Linked DNA regions of Mus musculus: region 1 is linked to region 2. The links are chromatin contacts, called in public capture Hi-C maps. All regions are on one chromosome and are shown on one strand. The core of a region is the stretch at or near the end of the contact, and the rest is flanking DNA. Distances in the headings are between cores, read along the strand shown.

Region 1 (5,613 bases), core at 57-2,556, 480 kb before region 2:
AGGCACAAAGAGGCAGGCTGTCTTTCAGGGGCCCCCATTTGGGAGACAACATAGAGGGATAGCCCTGGACTCCAAAGGCACTCTCTGCCCCTATGGATAGACACTCCCAGATAGCAGTGGCAAATCTCTCAGTCCCCAGTGACTCTGCATGCTCTCTTCCAGAACCTTTGTGGCTTAGGACGCATTATCCACCCCTACTCTGCAAATGGGGAAACAGGACCAAAGGGCAAGGGGCCCGATCCTAGGTCCCGTGGTTGGTTTTGCTCCTTGGAAGGGGAAGGATCATCACAGCCCACTAAGGACTGGCTTAGTGGGCCCAAGTGGCCTCCTGAGCTGTCTGCCTCCTCCCTCCTGCCCCGCCCCCAGCATCCCACCCACCAAATTTCCACATCTTGGGAAAGGGGGAAGGAATGGAGCCTGAAGTCTGCAGGGGGAACCTGTTAGGAGAAGGTTTGAGGGTGGGAAAGGCTGCCAGACATGCTCTGTAGGTGCCAATGGGACAGACGGTTAGGTTTGCGCCCAAGGAGGGATGTCAGCAGGTCACCTCAGACAGAGGAAGGTCTGGTTGGAACAAAAAGCAGGCAGAAGTCAGAAGCGATTGGGGAGAAAAACTCAGGTAGTGGAGAGTAGAGAACAGAAAGGGCAGACAAGTGGGAGGGGTCGGGCAGGGGAGGAGACCACAATCAGGGTAGAGAGAAGAGAATAAAATAACAGTCCTGTCCAGAGGCTTTCAAAGGGGAAACCGAACGGGAGGGGACAGACAAACAGCAAACAGCAAACGCAGAGGACTCTGAGAAAGACCAGCAAGAAGGGCAGTAGTTAGACATGATAAAGGAGATGGGATCCAAATCAGTAGTGGGGAAAGATCCGGCCAAGGTGAGGTTAGCCTGCAGGAAGGAAAGAGCTTTGGCCCCGGCCCCCGAACCCCGCCCCCAGGAGCCCCGAAGCAGCAAGACATACTTACAAAGCAACAAAACAGTTTTTCCATTCTACACCTGAATTACTCCCCTTTTCCTAGCGCTGTATCTGCAAGAACTTACAATAGACAATTACTCGGGGAGCCCCGGGGACCCCGGGCACTCACCCGCGCCTCAGACACCCGACTTTGGGGCGCCCTCTCTTGGGCCCTGCCCCGTGATGTGGTGGCTGCATGGGAAGGCGACAGTGCGCACAGCGCCAGGAGGAGCAGCGCGCAGAGCAGTGAAGAGCGGTACGGAGCCATGGCGACGGTGAGGACCCAGGCTGCGGCCGCGGACCCTTGGTCGCCCCAACCTTTAAGTAACCGGCCGTCCCATCCCGCCCTAGCTGAGGACCGCCCAGCAGGGAGGGCCTTGCGGCCCGCGGGGGAGGCGGGTATCTGTCCGGGATCTCTGAGACATCTGGGTTCCCTTCCCACTGGGACCAACCCGACTGGGTGCGGTCGCCCCTTGGACCCTAGTTTCCAATCAGAAGATCCGGCCTGTGGTCTGACATATAACAGATGCTAACTCAGTGAGAGTTTTTCTGGGGCCCGTTCAACCGCCTTCTTATTGGTCCAATAAGCAGATCCAACAAAAACTAACCAAAACAACAAAAAACACCTAGCATGAACTAACAAGTTCATGGCGGTTTCCAACTCAAGTACTCTTTTTGGATTGTTCTCCCCTCCCCCCAGTGACATTTTTTCTTTCTTTCTGTTTTGTTATTGTTATTTTGAGCAAATCTTAGTTTGTTGTACAAAGTTCTTGCCTGTTGACTGGTTGCCCCTGCCCAGGGCAATACTTGTATCCATCTCCTTTAAAGGATAACACCTCCATTTCCTTCTGCAACCTTTTCCCCCCACCTCCCCGCCCCATTTCAGGCCCTCTCCTTCCCTCGCTCCTCATCACTGGGAAATGTGGACCTAAGTTAAACTACTAAGTACCACCTACTATGTCTCCTAGAGGTTGCAGAGGGTTAGATCAGGCCTGCTCAGATAGCCTGGTCTGCAGGAGGCAATGCATCGCTGTCCCAGCTCCCTTGGGAGCCTACATAGCATGACTTCTATCTAACTTTGCTGTCTCCCTCCCCAGTTTCTTCCCACTTAAGGGGAAACAGTTCACAGCTAAGAGAACACAGAGAACAGCTGAGACTGAAGGTTATGGGGACTTCAGATGGCCTGGGTCTTGTCGCAGGGGAGACTGAGAACATTTCCAGGGGAGGGAACAGCATATAGGCAGAGGGCAAGCAAACACAGGCCATGCCCAGTAAATAGCTAGGATCTGATTTACAGGGGGGCAAGGCAAGAAAGGTGAGTACCCCTAGAAATGGGATTTTATCAGGTGTTTGTAGAGGCCTTGAATTCTCTGGGCTCCATGGTCTAGGAAGCCCACCTTCAAGCCTGTGTAGCCTACAGTGGGCTGCCCTGGGCACAACTCAGGGAGGTGATTAAAGCCCACACTGCTTGCAGGAACATTTCTGGAAGCATAAGCCATTTTCACCTCTCTAGATAGAAAGTAGATTGTGCATATTCAAGACACATAATACAACATTCCCTACAGAGCTGCTTGCAATGGACAAGGATATGCATTGAAGCATTGTTCAAAGAGAATTGGAAATGACCCAAATGCCCTGGGGACATAAGTGATGGGACTGTCACACAATGGACCACAAAGCAACTGTGAAAAGAAAAAGAAGTCAGAGCCAGTTGTGCCTGGTAGCACATAGTAGGCACTCAGTAGGCATGGAGAGACCTCCAGGTGCCAGAAGCAAATTGCACAATGATGTCTCTTCCTTTCTATAAGGAAAGAATCTGCAGTTGATGCACAAACCCTTGCAAAGTCAGTAAACGCTGCACTGTTAAAGCTATCACTTCGACTAGGAGAGAGACGTCACCTTGGACACTGCCGTGGCGTGGCTGCCCAGGCTGGAGAGAGTCCTCAGATCACTGTAATGGTGGGAAATTTTTAATACCACACCACGATGATGATCATACAACCAGTTCACGCCACAGAAAAATCACAGAACTGTGTGCTTCGGTGAGTGGACTGTGCATGCTACATGCGTTACATCCTGAGACACTTCCTGAAATAGCAGCTTAAAGCACAAGATCTAAAACATGACACAGATACATCTAGCCGGCCAGTGATGGTGCACACCTTTAACCCCAGTATTCGGGAGGCAGAAGCAGGCAGATCTCTGTGAGTTCAAAGCCAGTCTGGTCTATAAAGAGAGTTCCAGGACAGCTAGGACTGCCCAGAGAAACCCTACCCCAAAAAAGCCAAAGAAAAGAAATATATCCAATAGAGTTGATTGATTGATTGATTGATTGATTAATTGATTGATTTAGAACTGTAGTCTAGAAAGACTGCTTTAAGAACATGCCTGAGGGGATACTTGCTCCTTGGCTGACTCAGGAAATGACCAGGAGCCTGAGCCAGCAGCTGGCCTGGCTACACAGCCCCCTCAGGAACAGGGAAGCAGTGTGGCCCCAGCTTACCCAGTTGGTGATTAACAGAAGGCCAGTATGGCTTGGCCTCGACCCCTGGGGTCAGTGACCACTAGCCCAGGCTCCCCCCGAAGTTAATGATCACAAAGGTGGTGATCTTTGCTGGCTATGTAGCTATGGAGTTTAGGCCATATTAACCAAGGCCCCACCCCTGCCTTCTAAGACCCTGAAGCCTAGAAACTCTCACTCCAAGGCCTCAGTGAAGGAGACCCGGATGGGGCAGCGATACTCTGTTCCCTGCCTGGAAGAGGTTCGTGAGTTCAAGAGAACAAGGAGTTTAAGAGAGGGTAAAAGGCAGGGATCCCCTGTTAGAGAAGGGTCTGCCACAGATGACCTGGATGACTCTAGGCAACTCATTCTTTATGGGTCTAGGTGTCCATACAAAAGGTGCCTCAATACTCTTCTGGACCCAGAGCATGGCTGCACCATCCTGCCCAGAACCTACTTGCTTCTATGCTTCGATGTCCCTATCTGCAAAATGGGGACAGTGGACCATCTCACCTTGGCACGTCCTTCTGAATCAGACCACCTACGATCCCTGCCATATGTAAGAGGTTCTGAAATCAGAAACAGCAAGTCACCTCACCTCTAGATCCAGTGAGTTATCAAGCCCCATAAGACACCAAAGCCTGGAACCTCTCACTATGGTGCACCAGGGAGTAGAGACTATGATAGGGAAACACTGTCTTGCTCTGTTCCCTGCTTGGAAAAAGATGTATGAATTCAGGGGAGCAAGTAGATACACGTGCATAAGAAAGGAAAGCAGACCGATGGCAGAGAAACCAAGACTCGGCGCCACTCGTGTGGAAGGAGGCACTGCTGATATTCTAAACCTTGTCTGGGATTCCTGGACCCAATTCTGTCTGGGAGGCAGAAGCAAGAGCTCTGGCCCCACCTCACCTGGGGAGGGAGCAGTAGCCCAGCCCAGGAAAGGCTGCTGTTGCTAAACCAGTCCAAGCCTCTGCCAAGCAGACATCTCTAGAGCAGCAGACCCTACAACATCTCCCAGGCTGGGCGATGTCTATGTAGATCCTCAGGCCACCGCCACTGGGTGGAGAAAGACTGTGGTACCTCCATTCCAAGACACTCAGACCTGGGATGGCTGCTCTGACTTGAATGTAGCACTGTTAGCACTTCGACTGGTGTGGGTCTTTGGTCCCTGCTCTTTGCTGTGCCTCAGAGACCCCCTTAATCTCCCATCTTGGCTGTGTGTGAGTCCTGCCCAGTGTCCCCTTATACACCAGGCAGCTCTTAGTATCTGACACAGGATGGGTCAAGGGGCCCTTCCCTCCCCTATGGTTGGATCCAGGGTCCCAGAACCATCTCTTGAACCCTTCTTTCTTCTATGATTAGCTTCCAGTCAATCTGTGGATCTCCGTGGGCCTCCTAGGGTGGCTACCAGATGAGATGCCTCACCCTCACCCTCCACCCTCGGCCTCAGTATACAAAAGGCCTTGGCAGGCTGGGAAGACACCACCCTGTTCTGTTCCCTCACCCGAGACATTGCAGCGCTCTCTCTCTCTCTCTCTCTCTCTCTCTCTCTCTCTCTCTCTCTCTCTCTTTCTCTCTCTCTCCCTCTCTCTCTCCCCTTGTGTACTTTTAGCCCACTGCTGTTCTCTGGTCCCCCTGGGAGCACCCACCCTTCTGGCCTAGGATTTTGCCAATAGGGACAATGGTCAGTAAACAGAGAAGGCAGTTATGAAACCCAGTGGAAGCAAACAGGGTCAGCACAAGTTCTGGCAAGCCCCATGCATGGACTTGAAAGCACACAGGCCTCAGCACCTGTAACCAAGGCCTCAGTTTCCTCATTTTTAGAATGAAGAGGATGGTGTCAGGCTTGTGGAACAACAACAAAACCTAAGACCTGGCATGCATTAACTCCCAAAGGTTTCCTAGTTGCTGCTCTCTGCTCTCAGAGGCCTGGGCTGAGCAAATCCATACCTACTGGATGGCAGCCTAGAGGTAAGACCACAGGATGCAAATGGGACTTGGGCTCAGGTTGGGCTGTGCATTGTGGACTGGGTCAGTTCCCATTCTAAGCTCCAGTCACTTATTTGTATACAGGGAACTATGGGAGGAAATAGGAGCAAGCCACAAGACTGCCATATGTAATGGTCACTAGCTTCTTGTCTCTTTCAAGCAGAAAA
Region 2 (6,287 bases), core at 3,722-6,221:
CAATAAAGCAGATTAATCTGATAAAAACTATTTAAAACTATTTCCAGGGCAGGGAATTTCCCTAATTTTTGATTAACTACTAAGAAAAAAATTACAATTTTTTGGTGTAGGCTGGAGAAATGACTCGGATTAAGAGCACATACTGCTCTTGTAGAGGGCCTGGGTTCTATGACCAGCACTCATGTCAGGTGTTTGCAATGTCAGATGTTTACAACTGCTTATACCTGCAGCTCCAGAGAGATATAACGTTGCCTCTGGAGGTGTGTGTGCAAATTCCCCCCCCCCTCCCAGACAACAGTAGATATGAATTCAGGGCCAGCCTAGTCTGTAAAGTGCATTCTGGAACAGCTAGGGCTACACAGAGAAACCAAAAATAAAATAAATCTAAAAGCACACAACAGGAACTGGAGTGGTTCCAGTTAAAAGAGCTTACTACTCCTACTAAGACTAGGTTCAATTCCCACCACCCTCTGCTCTGCCAGCACCAACATACACATGTTGCACATAAACTCACACAGGTACGCTTACACATACATAAATAACACATCTTTTTTAAAAAATTCAGGGCTGGGAAGATGGCTCAGCGGGTAAGAGCACTGACTGCTCTTCCAAAGGTCCTGAGTTCAAATCCCAGCAACCACATGGTGGCTCACAAATATCTGTACAGCTACAGTGTATTCATATACATAAAATAAATAAATCTAAAAAAAGCGCTTTGTTTTAAAAAAAAATTCAGTTCAACCCTCATACCACAATAAAATAAACTATAGGAGAATCAGGGGCTCAAGGCAGCTTGGGGTACATGATGTTGTATACCCATACACATAAAAAAGGGGTGGGGCTGGAGGTTGATCAGCAATGAAGCCTGTGCAGAGGACCACATCTGGAGCTCACAAATGCCTGGCCTCGGAGGGTACCACATGTACATACCTACATACACAAATATTAATTAAAAATGTCATTGGGCTGGTGAGGTGGCTCAGCAGTTAAGAGCACTGACTGCTCTTCTGGAGGTCATGAGTTCAAATCCTAGCAACCACATGGTGGCTCACAGTCATCCTTAATGAGAATCAAATAAAATCCGTGGGCCGGAGTGAGGGGGGCCAGAGCAAGAGGGAGAAGGGAAGGGGTGGGGGGAAAAAAAGAAAAGCACAGTGCAGCTAAGCATGGTGGTTAGGTTGAAGCTTTTGGAAAGCAGAAGCAAGAGGATCGGGAGTCTCCTCAGGTCCATAAGGTAAATTTTGCATGCTTGTTAACTGATTTAAATATCAACTTCATGTGCCAAAAGAAAAAATAAACACACACAGAGCAAAAATCTTCCCAAGAGAAATATAATTCACAAACAAAAATGTAATCTTTTCTTGAAAAAGGTGGTTTTAAGTTCATAGCTTAAAATTGTCATAAAAACATCATTAAAAGAAATTCAGATGAGCACTTATGCACTTACTACATAGTAAATCAAAGTTAATAGAATAGTCACTACCATCAATAGGATAAACATCAATGGGGACCTAACCTAAGTACTACATTTGATAGAAGCAAAATGTTTGAAAACAAGTGTTTTACCAACAGTTTACTTCCTTTACATTCTTTAACACTCGTTTTATTTTGTCTTTTTCTTTCGGGGAGGGGGGTTTGAGACAAGGTTTCTCTGTGTATAACCTTGGCTGTCCTGGAACTCACCCTGTGGCATAGGCTGGCTTCAAACTCAGAGATAGACCTGATTGTGTCTCCCGAGTCCTGAAATTAAAGGAGTGCGCCACCATGGCCAAGCTACTTTAACGGTCCTATTGAACTGAGTAAGACCTACTTTGGAAAACCAAGAAAACGACACTTTGAGTTACAGGGGAACAGCTCAGAGGTCATAAAAACATTTGAACTTATTGATAAGCAACTGCTTGTTCACTTAAATAGCTCAGCAACGTGCTAAGAAACGGGATCCACATCCAAATTATCAGAAGAAAACTACCACTCCTAAGAAGCAATTTAGGGGAGTGGTGAAGCTGAGGCGACTTGTCATTCTCTCCCATTATGGTCGCATCGATCCCGCCCACCGGCTTCCACCTCTCAGGGTCTTAAACACACCGCGGCCGCGTCCCTGGAGCAGACAGCGGCTCCTGTTACCTCTGCTGGGAGGACCCCATCCCGGGAGCACTACCCGCTCGGCCCGGCTCCGTCTCCGGGAGGCCGAGCGAGTTAAAGTGAGAGTCTTTAAGCTCGGAGTCCCGTGAGGGTCAGGGGATCGTGACATCCCCCGGGATCTCCCCTCAAAGAACTGGACAGCATTCGGGGGATCCGGGCTCCCCTGGTTCTCCGCGTCACGCCGCCTCGGACCCGGTCCTTTCACACCGCGGAGCGCCCTCCGCCGGAAGGGGCTTGCCTCGCAAGCTGGACGGCCTCCGGCCCGGCTCACCTTCGGGTCGTTCTAGGGAAGGTACTTGCACTGCCGCGCTATCTCCACATACTTGTCCAGATTCAGCGGCGCCATTTTAGGGAGAACAAACCGCATCGCTGCCAGCGGCGGAGGCCGAAGCCGGAACCGTCCTTACGTCACGTCCGACCCGTGAGTGGAGTCTGCGCAGTGACGTCAAAGCCTGACTCTCTTCAGAACCCCGACACGCCCCGCGTCGGGTCTCCACGAGAACCCGGCTGTCCTGCTGATGAAACCTAGGACCTGTGGCTGTCTGCCGCGGGGAGTGCTGGGATTTGTAGTTTTAGTGAAAAGCTCTTCTACTCTTGCAACAGACTTCACCTTCGAAAAACTAGATGAGGCTTTTTCTAGGGAAGACCACAAAATGAGTAACTGAGAATTCCCTGGCTCTCCCACCCTGTAAAGCACCCTGTCGGTATCTTCAGTTAAAGTTGGAGTAAGTGGCCGGTCGGTGGTGGCTCACGCCTTTAATACCAGCACTTGGGAGGCAGAGGCAGACAGATTTCTGAGTTCAAGGCCAGCCTGGTCTACAGAGTGATTTCCAGGACAGCCAGGGTTACACAGAGAAATCCTGTTTCGAAAAAAACCAAAGAGGGGCTGGAGAGATGGCTCAGCGGTTAAGAGCACTGACTGCTGCTCTTCTAGAGGTCCTGAGTTCAATCCCCAGCAACCACATGGTGGTTCACAACCATCTGTAATGGGGTCTGATGCCCTCTTCTGGTGTGTCCGAGTATAGCAACAGTGTATTCATATACGTAAAATAAATAAATCTTAAAGAAAAAAAAAAGAAGAACAAAACAAAAGAATTTGTCTTGGTTGGTTTGTTTGAGTCATCTTTTTAGCCCCTTGACTCTCATTTTTAAAAACAGAATTCAAACATCCCTCCAAGAACTTAGAATGTGATTTCTAGTCTAAATGAATTGGTTTCTACAATGTAAACCATCTGATAGTCCATTTTTTCTTGATAATATACCCTTCCAGCATGGCTTCTTGGTGTAATCCAAACCAAAAGGCCCAAGGCACATTCTGGAGCTCTGAGAAGGACTCGCTGTCTAAATATATGTTGGGCACATGGCAGAGCCAACCTAGCCCTGATTCTCTCCAGAAGGAAAGCAGAGTGAGGGGCTGGCGAGACGGCTCAGCGGGTAAGAGCACTGACTGCTCTTCCGAAGGTCCCAAGTTCAAATCCCAGCAACCATATGGTGGCTCACAACCACCCGTAATGAGATCTGACACCCTCTTCTGGTGTGCCTGAAGACAGCTACAGTGTACTTACATATAATAAATAAATCTTAAAAAAAAAAAAAAAAGAAAGCAGAGTGAGTGCATACCTCTAAATTCTTTGGCAGTCTATGGGAGCTTTCTGATAATTACAGGCAATCACAAAGACTCAGGTATTGGAAATATAATGGCAAAGTTGTGAAGAGAGCTGTAGCCCAATTTTACTTTGTCCATGAATTTTGGTTATATTTTCAAGTAACTAAATAAATAAATTGGAGTGGGAGCATTGTAAATCTTTTCTGTAAATCACAGCATTTGTATGGTGGAGGCAGCAGAATCAGGAGTTCAAGACCATCCTCAGGTATACAGTGAGATGGGAGGCAAGCCTGGACTGCATGAGACCCTGTCTCAAAATTAAAACCCAAGTTTTTCTTTTACTTGCACTAGTAAATTCTCTAGACAGCTGTGTTCCGATATTGCTATTCCCATTCTATCTATGAGTAAACTAGGGTTCAGAGAGGAGCAGACTCGTCAGACATTTCCCATTTAGTGCGGGAGCTTGTTTGAAGCCAGTCTGTCTTCCCTCTCCCACTAAAGACACACTACTTCTGTTTCTAGGCTGTCTTGAGTTCTGAGGGAAGTTAGTGAGCTCAGAGTATGGTACTCTGTTCACACATAGGCACATAGGCGAGCTATCTTTGTTTTAGGAAAGTCACGGGGCACCTATAGCTAGGACATAGATCAGAGAGGATGCAGATGAAGCTGTCAACAGAGGTAGTTTGTGTCTAGATAAAAATAATCACGGCTTTTACAAAGGACCAGCTCTGGGCCTCCATAAAAATTCCCGACTACAACCTCTATGGAAATCTTAAAATTTGTGTGTCGCTGAGAGAAGACACCAAAAGTATTAATAACTTTCCCCAAGAACATACAGTGTCAATGAACTTTTTATTCTTCAGCGTTTACAATAGGACCTCCTAGTTGTCCTTCGTGTTTAATCTCTCTGCTCAGCCTGTGAGCTCCCGGAAAGCCCAGGGCCTGTGGTCTGGAACGTGCTGTAACCACAAACAGCGATTATGGAAATAACCCGCTTTAGGATCCACAGTTTGAACCAACCTCAAACCTGCACAGGCAAAACCTAGCATCCTATGGCATGCAGGAAATCTCACTCGGGAGCCTGAAGCAGAATTCAAGGTCAGCCTGGCTTACGTGAGTTCCAACCCATCCTTCCCCTTCAGAAGTCACTACTAAGGACTGCTGTAACAAACTCCGTCGGGACCCGAAATTGGAGTTATGGACCGGATGCCAACCAGTACGCAGAGTTCCGGGAGGCCCTGACTAAGTTTGGCGCGTAGTCCCGGAGACCCGGAGGCGTAGAGCGGTTGGCCTGGACGCGCTTCCGGGACTGGGGAAGAGGACGGGCTCCTAAGCTCCGCCCCATGGGTGGAGCCACGTCCAGGACATGCGGGGGCTGCGGCAGGTAATAGGTGCTGGGCTGGAGGTCTCTTAAGGCAGTAGGCTTGAACTGGGTGGGAGGGGTAGTACCCATGGTCTCCGGCCGGTCAGTTTTGGGGAAAGCTGGCAGCCATTTCTCCCTGACCCCGACTTCTTTCGCGCGGAGATGTGGCCGGCAGAGGGGACGCAAAGGAGGTGGCTAGGAGAGTCCCCGCCACGCCGGCCCCTCTAAGCTCTGGGCTGACCCTGTGGTCATTAGCCTAGCCCGCTTGTGGGCCTCATCGGCCCAACTCTCCTTTAATTCCCTTTCTTCATTCGTTTGTCCTTCACTTCTACACTCTGCAGGTCCATTGGTAAGTTATCGGAATGAATCAGAAGGCCGGACATGCTAACATTTTGGAATCTAGTTTCGATACTTTTCTGTTACTTTTATTTTGAGACAAGTCTCACTGTGTAGCTCAAGCTGGCCTCTGCTGCCTCAAGCCTCTCTAGTGCCATGTAGTGCACCACCATGCCTGGCCGATTACAGACTTTTAAATAGATAGTTACATTCAGGGATGTAAGGGTGTAGTTCAATTGGTAGACTGCCTGCCTATCGAGAACTTAGCCCTGGGTTTGATCTCCAGAAGGCATAAAAAGGTATGGTGGTGTTTGCCTGTAATTCCAGCTTTTGGGAGGTGGCAGCAAGAGAAGCAGAAGTTCAGGGTCATCCTTGGCTACATAATGAGTGGGGGCTAGCCTAAGGTACATAAGACCGTGTCTCTAAATGAGTAATGAGTTTAAAAGAAAAGATAATTACGTTCAGAATGACTCCTGTAATATGGTGGTTAAATGGATACAGTCATATATATTGTGGTCTAAACCCAAGTCCTGATTAAGCCTTCCTGCCGAGGGTGTATGTGATGTATATTGCTAATCCCTGAGGCAGGAGCAGTAACTTGAGAGACTGGAAAGGGGTAATCTCTTTAAATAACCTTTGAAATTTTCTGGGACTTGAACCCAGAGCTTTGCCCATGCTAAACAGACACTCTACCACAGAGCCATGCCAACTCCTTGAAACTGGCTTTAAATATCCACTAGCAGTGTGAAAATTTACAGGAAGGAAAGATAGGGGCGGCAGTAATTACCACAGAATGCTTGTTAATTTTATTAAATTCCCACTGGGTGAGGCAGTGCAAGT

What was found. Capture Hi-C pulls out chosen DNA fragments and counts their contacts.
Region 1: a capture Hi-C map of macrophages shows a contact between it and region 2, with 2.7 times the contacts expected there. The contact joins the promoter of Gsn here to the promoter of Rabepk in region 2. A contact is called at or near these places in 1 of 15 datasets of contacts at CTCF or cohesin (large pre-B cells), 3 of 115 datasets of contacts at active chromatin or transcription factors (bone marrow-derived macrophages, embryonic limb bud and pancreatic cancer cells) and 1 of 9 other capture datasets (macrophages).

The regions. Positions count from the first base shown.
Region 1 is chr2:35,278,073-35,283,685 of GRCm38.p6, reverse strand. It overlaps Gsn (gelsolin), which reads right to left and starts at 1,306. Exons shown (of 17, transcript NM_146120.4): 1 at 1,085-1,306. The coding sequence starts at 1,222.
Region 2 is chr2:34,798,596-34,804,882 of GRCm38.p6, reverse strand. Rabepk (Rab9 effector protein with kelch motifs) reads left to right here and starts at 4,971. Exons shown (of 8, transcript NM_145522.4): 1 at 4,971-5,132. The coding sequence starts at 5,115. Fbxw2 (F-box and WD-40 domain protein 2) reads left to right here. Exons shown (of 8, transcript NM_013890.4): 8 at 1-519.